3 separate regions of the Sus scrofa genome follow, and regions 1 and 3 are each linked to region 2. The links are chromatin contacts, called in public Hi-C maps. All regions are on one chromosome and are shown on one strand. Each heading gives the region's core, a stretch centred on a gene start, on an enhancer-like site or on the middle of the called end of the contact. The rest is flanking DNA. Distances are from core to core; before and after follow the strand shown. Region 1 holds the start of RPL22L1 (60S ribosomal protein L22-like 1). Region 2 holds the start of MYNN (myoneurin). Region 3 holds the start of SERPINI1 (neuroserpin).

Region 1 (2,700 bases), core at 15-2,514, 1.1 Mb after region 2:
TTTCTATTACAAGTCAAAACTAATAAATACCTATCTGCGTTGGTTTGGACCTCTAACCAGGTTCACATTGTTTCAAGTTATCAAGAAAAGTTTCGTGAAAAACTTAAGCTTCATGCAAGAATAGGATATTTTATTCTAAGGAATTAAACCTTAATGCTGTTATGGGTGAGGAAAAGGATACCAGTCTGGTGGTCTTAAAAAAAAAAAAGAAAAAGTACTTTGTTTACCATACTCTAAACTTTTCGAACAATACCACAGAATAAAGTTACACATTAAAATCCACCCACCAAAAAATGCCACTTAAACTGCTATTTTTTACCTTAGACTTGTGCCAAAAAAATTCATCCTAAACTTTCGAACAGTTAATAGCGATTCCCAGGAGCTGGGCTTGACCGAGCAATTTACAGCTCTGCTGGGCCATCAGTTAACTTCAGAAATGCAAATAATTTGTCGGTGGAACAAATATGCCCAGAGGGCTTATGGCCCCTTTGCACATTATCTAGTTTTGTATATAACCCAGCAATTTTACCCTAACACTTCAAACGCTCTTTGGACCAGCTTTAAGACCTTACTGGTCCCCTGGTCAATAAAACCTTTGAAGCAAACATTTATATTTGCCCGAGTCGTTGACTTTCACGTTTTAAAAAAATTCCTTTGTGAGGTTAACAAACTTTTCCCCCAACTTAGTTCTAAAGTTCTCTGAAACCTCTACAACCGCGGCTATCCTGGGAAATGAGAGACGCCTATCTCCCTCCGCCCTCGTAAGGCTATAAGACCCGCTCGATTACCCACATCTGCTTTCCACTGTAAAGAGTAGCAACTGCCTTACCATGCACCAGGGAGAAAAAACAAAGCCCAAATGCTGTTCTATTAGCCCCCTTCACCGTCGTGCCTCCGCTTTTCCTGCGCTCCCACCACGACCCATCCTAAGCCAATACCGGGCCCTCGCCGCGTAGCAGTTGTCAAGAGTCAGGAAAAAACTTACAACCTTAATCTTGGTTGTGTTCCTGACCCAAGTCTCCAATTCTAACCACTCTTTATCTAGAACTAGCCTCCCCCAACTCGCCACCTGAAACACACATCTACATCAAAGTAAGAATTCCCGGCGAGATCACGTTCACTCACCGGCGCCATGTTGGAGGCCGGCCACGCGGTAAGAGAGAAAGCGTCTTCCGGCAGCACGTATTTATACCAAAGCGTGCTGAGTCACGCGTCGAGAACGTAAGATCACCGCCTCCCGGAACAGACCTTGGGAGGTGCTTGGAGGCTAGTAACCCAGGAAACCGAGGGCGTGGCCTGGAGGCGCTCAGGTTTCGTAGGAGCACCGGCCAGCGGCTGTAGTTGAAATGATTCGCAGTTTTACACTGCTGGGGACAGCACGCTGGTTGACCACAGTGGTCTCTGCGGTTGCTTGCAGGGAGGCTTCTTCAGATGCACACACCGAGGAAGCAGGAAACATTAGTCACTAATCGCCTGGATCTTCTTTCCAGTCAAGTCAAGGCAATGTCTCAGGTTGCTTTGGGATTTCCTGTCTTATTTTGCATTTATAGTCTTCCAGCAAAAACTTTATTTATCTATGTTTTGACTATGAGTTTTCTAAATGACTCTTGAGGGAAATCAGTGTTTCAGAGAGCCAAAATAAACTAGATTCTTGAGGGGGAAAAAAACCTTTAAGAGAAAAATATGTAGTACTCATCTGTTCACATTTTGTAATTTATTCTTATTTTATAGGTTTTATAGGCTTTAGAGTTAATCCTAGGACACCTGACTTCCATCTAGATCTAGTAGTGGTCTGTTTCTTGATCTTGGTGGTGGGTTACATGAATATGTGTAGTTTGTGAAAATTCATCAAGCTGTAAATTTATAATCTGTGTACTTTTCTGTAAATGTATATGTTATACTTCAGTTAAAAAGGAAAACAGTTTGGCAGTTTTCTCATTGTGGTGCAGCGGAAACGAATCCAACTAGTAACCATGAGGTTGCAGGTTGGATCCCTGACGTCGCTCAGTGGGTTAAGGAGGCAACCTTGCGGTGAGTTCTAATGTAGGTGGCTAGGATCCTGCGTTGCTGTGGCTGCGGCATAGGCTGGCAGCTGTATCTCTGATTGACCCCTAGCCTGGGAACTTCCATGTGCTGCGAGTGTGTGGCCCTAAAAAGAAAAGAAAAAAATTAAAAAAAGAAAACAGTTGAAATTACTGTATGCCAGAATATGTCAAATTAGGTTAAATGAATACCTAGAAAAATACAACCTAAAATTTACATGAGGAGAAACAGAAAATCTGAATAGTCCTATATCTTTTAAATAAATTTGTAATTAAAACTTTTCCACAGGAAAAACACCCAGATATCTTCACCAGTGAATGCTACCATACATCTCAGGAAAAAATAATGACAATTGTGACAGATACCCTTTATGCCCAAACCTACATTCTGTCTATTTCTCTTTTAGGAGAGAGGAGCGTTTTTCCCCAGTTTCCTGTCCCCCATTGGTCAGGGGTTGTCCCTGGGGTGGTAACTGCCTTGTATTTTTAGGTTGTGCATGTGTAAATAAGTGTTAGTACAGAGGTTCCCGCGAGAGTCCCGTGCCTCCCAGAGAAGTCATAGAAGTGGAAGGTGAAAAACAAGTGAGGAGTTGCTGCCAAGTTGCACCTGCCCCAAAGTGGCTGCTGCTCCCTTCTTTTCCTTGAGTGAACAGTTCAG
Region 2 (2,700 bases), core at 199-2,698:
TTCTTTTTAGGAAATAGGCCTCATTCAGCCTCCTTGACCTCCCTTGAGTGCCAAAGGGCAGGTAGTAGGAAGGAAAGATTACAGAAAACCAGATATCTAAAGTTGGGAAATTTAGCGCTTTTCTATGAAAGAATGCAAATGTCTAGGCTCACTGAAATCATCCTTTGATGTGCATCTCCACCAGTGTTCTGTGTTTTCACAGCCTGAGTTTCAAGGAGGGCAGGGTGGGGGGGCTCGCTCTCGGGAGTGGTTGCTAGATGGCAGGTATTCTTTGTTTCCTTCCTGAGTTCCCACAGGGCTCCGAGGTTCAGCCTCCGAGGTGGCTGCATTCCCGGTTGATTTGTGCCATCCTTTGTTTTGTGGACTTAACTATCAGTGTATGTGATAAAGAACTAAAAGACCCTAGCAAATGGAAGATGTTAACTACCTGATGAAGGATTGTTCATTCTGGAAAGAAGGACCACTAGAACCAGTCCTGGGGTCACAAAAACACCAACTTTGAAAAACAATGCAAGCCAGCATTTTCCCTGATCCTTATCTGTGGCCCTATTTTTCTACTTCCAAATTATAAAACCACTTCCTATTCTCTCCCAAAGGGGGGCACAGTCTTTAGGGCATTAGTCTGCTATAGCCCTCCTTTGCCTGGCAAAGCAATAAAGCTGTTACTTTTCTCCTTCACCCAAAACTCTTGTCTCCCTGTTTCTATTCAGCACTGGTGGACAGAGAGGTCCAGTTTCCACAACAAGGTAATCAAACACAGCACAAAAACTGGAGCCCTGGAGCCCTTGAGGACTCTGTATTACAAGTCATTTGGTTTTCCACTTGAGATTACAGATTTATCTAAACCCGAGACCATGTTTTATACTTCTAAATACTCAATATCTGTTCAACACATAGCAGAGGCTCATAAATATCTGAGTGAATTAATTACCAAAAAGGATTCTGACAAAACTAAAAGTGCAATCAGAAAGAAAATTATACTTATAAACATAAAATCAAGAAAGAACCAGCCTCTTTTTTTCCTAACGGTTGTGGTTTTATTCAAAAATATGATTCATACTGAGGAAAACTTAGAGACCAAACGGAATCTGTTTTTTTAAAAAAATCTCAGGAGAGAAGAAAAGAAACTCAAGTTGACACTGTCCTGAAAAATAAAGTCGCGAGTAAACTTCCTACGATCCTCATATAACTTTTAACAAGAAAAAAATGTTGAAGTTTTGGTTTTCTTAGATTTATAATGTCCAAGCGTGGTATAATTCACCCTAACATATCAGCATGACTTATCTTACTGTTTCTGTCTTTTCATTTTATGCAGATAAGCGGCACCCCTTTCCCTCACTGTACAAAATCTGAATACAACGTAAATCATTGTATTAAAGTTTTTCTAGTCCAGACGCAGAACATTTTCCGGTATAAAGCCCACCTTTCCCCACGCGCATGCCCAGTATGCCCTACTGCTTTGCACCGCTTTCGTGCATCCCAGGCTTCCAACACCAGGTAAGGGTATCCTGCAAACTGGATTCCGGTTGGCTGATGCAAACAAGAGCTTTTGGGTAGGTAAACTAAAAAGGAGTGATCAGTCTCAGCTCAAAAATTCCCATGGTCGAGAGCCCAAGTATATAAAGCAGCTGTTCCCACCGGTGGGGCCTCAAGAAAGGTGAGGCTGATGGGAGAAGTCGAGCAACTAACTACAAGCCCCAGCATGCAATGCACAATTTGGCTCCCGGAAAGAGGCGCGCTGTGCAGCGGAAAGCAGCCTTGGCCGGCAACACGAGTCGTGCGCGAGATGCTGACGGTCAGCCAACCAGAATGCTCAGAATGAGGAAGAGAGGCGGGGCGCTGTGAGCGTCCCCTTAGATCTCGTATCTATGACTCTCCAGTTTCCGGGTCTCCTGGCCCGCTAGGGAGGGGGTTCTCTGTGCGCCAGCCTCTTCCAGGCGGGTGTTAGATCTCCACGGTCCTAAGAGCCTACGCTGTTGCCACGGATCTCCCAGAGCCGGATGTGACGTCGCCTTGGAGTAGGAAGGGAGAGGCGGAGCGTAGCCCAGTGACGTCCTTCCAATATGGCGGAGTGAGAGTGAAGAAACAGTGTTTCCCCTTGGGTTGCTATAGGTGAGTTCTGTCTTTGCCCCCAGCCCGCCATCCCAGCTCCCTCCAGATCCTGGGTCACTAGAGGGCAGGTTCCTTGGAGCGCGAGCTGTTGTCGGAGCCAAGTGTTAACGTTGAAAGCTCGGGCGAGGCAGTCCTGGTGTTGGCCTTGGCCACAACCTCTGCTGTGGGAATTCGCGGGAGTGGGAGCTGGGCGAAGGGCAGGGAGGCAGAAACCAGGAGAGATCGGCTTTGGTTGTCACCCTATGATACCACCTCGAGTGGGGAAGGAAGGGGTGTGGCTTCCTCGGGGTGAGTGACCTAACCTTTGACAACTCTTGGCCCTGCCCCCTCGGCACCCGTCTAGCGTTTTGAAGCCACTATGTAACAGGTTTCATTGGGGAGCAGTTTTCAAGACCTCGTACCGTGTCCTTACTCAGTTTGCCCCAACGATCATTCTTTTAGTGGTTGATTTTTTCTCCCAAATATATGTTTGCCTACTGAGCTTGAAAGTGAAAGTTCAGCTGATCCAAAAGCGTGGAATTTTGCAGTGCTTTTTTTTTTCCTTTTTTTCCCCGCTTTGTGGAAATATTTTCTCGCGTCGCCATTTAT
Region 3 (2,700 bases), core at 97-2,596, 1.9 Mb before region 2:
AAAACACCTTCTTCACCTCACAGAGAGGTTCTTAGACATACCTAAAATGCATTACTTTGCAACTTCCTCCACCCTCTTCAAAAAACAAAACCTTCCTACACTTTCAGTCTGGTGCGGTGGCTCTGATTCAGAAGCTGGATTACAACTGGATTAGATTCAGAAGATCAGTCCCTACTTGTGCGTCCTTGGGCACGTCATTTATCCCCTCAGTTTCCTCATTAGCACTGTGAATGGCCTTTGAAAACAGTAAAGGTGTAATAGTGTTAATCTTTACTACATGGGGCAAAATTACCTCCTTAGAGGGACATCATGAAACTGGAACTGAATCAGTAGATCTCTGTCAACATCTGACTCTTCCTTCTACAGTTCTCCTCTTCCCTCGAAGGACACAACCCGAGTCACCTCAAAAGCAGACTCCAATCGCCCCTTCCTTTCTCTGCTCTTTTCTCTATCCTACTTCTAAAGCAGGGGGAAAACCCTTACCTCCTCACCCCAAGCCACATCTTCAGAGGACCCCACCCCAGGCACATCCGCCTTCTCCCTTCTCCGGGGGCACCAGAGGCCAACTTCGCCCTTCCCCTCCCGCCCCCACCTAGAGAAGACTTCCTGGAGGCGCTCGGGCCCGAGCAGGGCAGGCGGCATTTACAAACCCGCTTTACGCCACTCGCGTAGGGTAACCTCGCTTACGCCCATAGGGCCCGGTTCCCAGCCCCGTCCGCTCCGCCTGCCAGAACCAAGCCCAAGGGCCTCAGCCACGGCTCCCGTGTGACCCTAGACCTCTTCTGCTCCGCGCGGCGCTATGGGGACTGGGACAGAACAGCCTCACCTTACCGGCAACTGAGGGACTGACTTCACTTCCCACCTTTGGAGCCCTCTTCAACTCCCGGATCAATTCACTCCGGCGACGCCGGAAGGACCCGAGAGGAACCAGGCGTTGTCCGGAATCCTGCCCAGCCGGAGTCGCGCAGGGGTTTGTGGGGACTCGTAGTCCCACTCGCGGGCTTCGTCGGCAGTTCCTGCACATAAGAGACTACAACTCCCGTCAGGCCCTGCGGTAGAGCCTAAGGTGATGGGTGGAGACAGTTTCAACCAATAGTAATAGAGTTCCCTGCCTTTGCTGGAGGAGGTGAGAAGAAGAGAGAGGGTGAAATGAAAGAAGAGGAAGGGAGGGGTCAGGTCTCACCTGCGCCAATCAGGATGCAGGGTCGGCCCCGCAGTCAACTCACCCATTGTGGGGGCGGGCTAGCGGAGCCCAGGAAGGAATGGGGGCGGGGGAAGAGCTCCGAATGGGGAATATGGGGCGCCTGAGCTGTGGAACCTGAGAGGAAGCCGGGGGGGGGGGGGGAGAAATCGCCCTGGTGGAGCGAGGACGCGGTGTGAGGATGCGCCCTAGCTAGAGGAGCAGTTTCCCCCAAAGCGGCCAAGAACCAGGCACACCGGGCGGCCAGACCTGCTGGTCAGTCAGGGATAGGTCGAGCCCGGGCTCCTCGCGTAGGTGTCGGGACGGGGCGGGAAGCCCTGTGCCAGGTGTCAAGCCACTGAGTGAAGGGAGAAGGGTCCCCGGGGAAGGAAAGCGATAGGACAGCTGCAGAAGTGCTAGGAGCGCGAAGGTACCAGGGCAGCAGCTTCCCGCCGCCTCCAACCGGGCAGCAGGCGGAACAGCCGGGGGAGGAGCAACAGCTGCTGAATTCGCCAACTAGAGGAGGGAGAGGCGGAGCTTGGGTCCCTGTAGCAGCCGAAGGCGCAGCCTGGACTGTAGTTTCCCGGGAGAGAGGAGAGCAGGAACAGGAGCGGAGCGCAGTCCTCGGAGCCTTAGCTCCAGCATCCCGCCAGGGGTTGCAGGTGTGTGGGAGGTAAGCGTGGGTGCCACTTCTGGGCGTCTGCTCTGCCTGGGAGAAAGCGTCTCCCAATAGGAATAATATCAAGGCACAGCTAAGAGTCTCTCACTCGGGTTAGGAAACTGGTGCAAACCCTTTTAGGTGAAAGATGTACATGTTTGGACTTGGAGAGAGGATAAAAAGCAAAAGGTGGTTTGACTCTGGGTATAAAGGGCGTGGTTAGTGTTTTTGGTTTCAGTTGTACCGTTAAAACTGTTCTGGAAGATTTTAAGATTGAGGAAACCCTACTAATTTAGGACAGGGTGATATTTAGATAGGTGCGTAGCCGGTTAAAAAAAAATGTCATTGATATAAAATTACTTCAGAACTCTTTCACTAGGAAAATAACTTTGCATTCTTCTTCACTATCTACCCCTTACATTGTTTTATCAGATTGTCCTGCTACCGACCTGTTTTCCAGGGCGGTTATACTGCAGGTTCCTAGAATTGAAAGAGATCTCTGTTAAAGAAGCAAATATCGTCAGGAATAATCAAGACGACGGAACCTAGCAGAAGTATAACTTTTGCCAGCGATAATGTAAAAATGTGTTTTAATAAAGGGGTACTTAGCTTTCCATCTAGTGGCTCTAGAATATCGGAACAAAGACCGGGACTCAGCCTACAGTGGGAACATATGGTGTATGTACTTCATTGCTGCTCCTTATTCTCTCATTTGTGTCTGGTGATATTTGTACATAAAAAAAAAAAAAAAGCCAAAAGTACAAGAAAAGCTGCAAGGATCTTTTCTATTTAGAGAGTATGTGCTAAATGATTTCCTTTAGTGTGTGTTACTATGGGTTCAGACTTAAAACACATGTAATAG

What was found. A called contact is a pair of places that touch in the nucleus more often than the background predicts.
Region 1: a contact with region 2 is called in a Hi-C map of liver, with 6 times the contacts expected there. The contact joins the promoter of RPL22L1 here to the promoter of MYNN in region 2. A contact is called at or near these places in 2 of 5 promoter capture datasets (fetal liver and fetal skeletal muscle) and 7 of 47 Hi-C or Micro-C datasets (brain, embryonic fibroblasts, heart right ventricle and 4 more).
Region 3: a Hi-C map of skeletal muscle shows a contact between it and region 2, with 5 times the contacts expected there. The contact joins the promoter of SERPINI1 here to the promoter of MYNN in region 2. A contact is called at or near these places in 1 of 5 promoter capture datasets (liver) and 3 of 47 Hi-C or Micro-C datasets (liver, skeletal muscle and subcutaneous adipose tissue).

The regions. Positions count from the first base shown.
Region 1 is chr13:109,498,231-109,500,930 of Sscrofa11.1, forward strand. It overlaps RPL22L1 (60S ribosomal protein L22-like 1), which reads right to left and starts at 1,265. Exons shown (of 4, transcript XM_003358680.5): 1 at 1,126-1,265. The coding sequence starts at 1,134.
Region 2 is chr13:108,433,746-108,436,445 of Sscrofa11.1, forward strand. It overlaps MYNN (myoneurin), which reads left to right and starts at 1,449. Exons shown (of 7, transcript XM_005669990.3): 1 at 1,449-2,112. ACTRT3 (actin-related protein T3) reads right to left here and starts at 621. Exons shown (of 2, transcript XM_003358668.4): 1 at 1-621.
Region 3 is chr13:106,557,980-106,560,679 of Sscrofa11.1, forward strand. SERPINI1 (neuroserpin) reads left to right here and starts at 1,347. Exons shown (of 9, transcript XM_001926040.7): 1 at 1,347-1,853. PDCD10 (programmed cell death 10) reads right to left here and starts at 895. Exons shown (of 8, transcript NM_001139473.2): 1 at 832-895.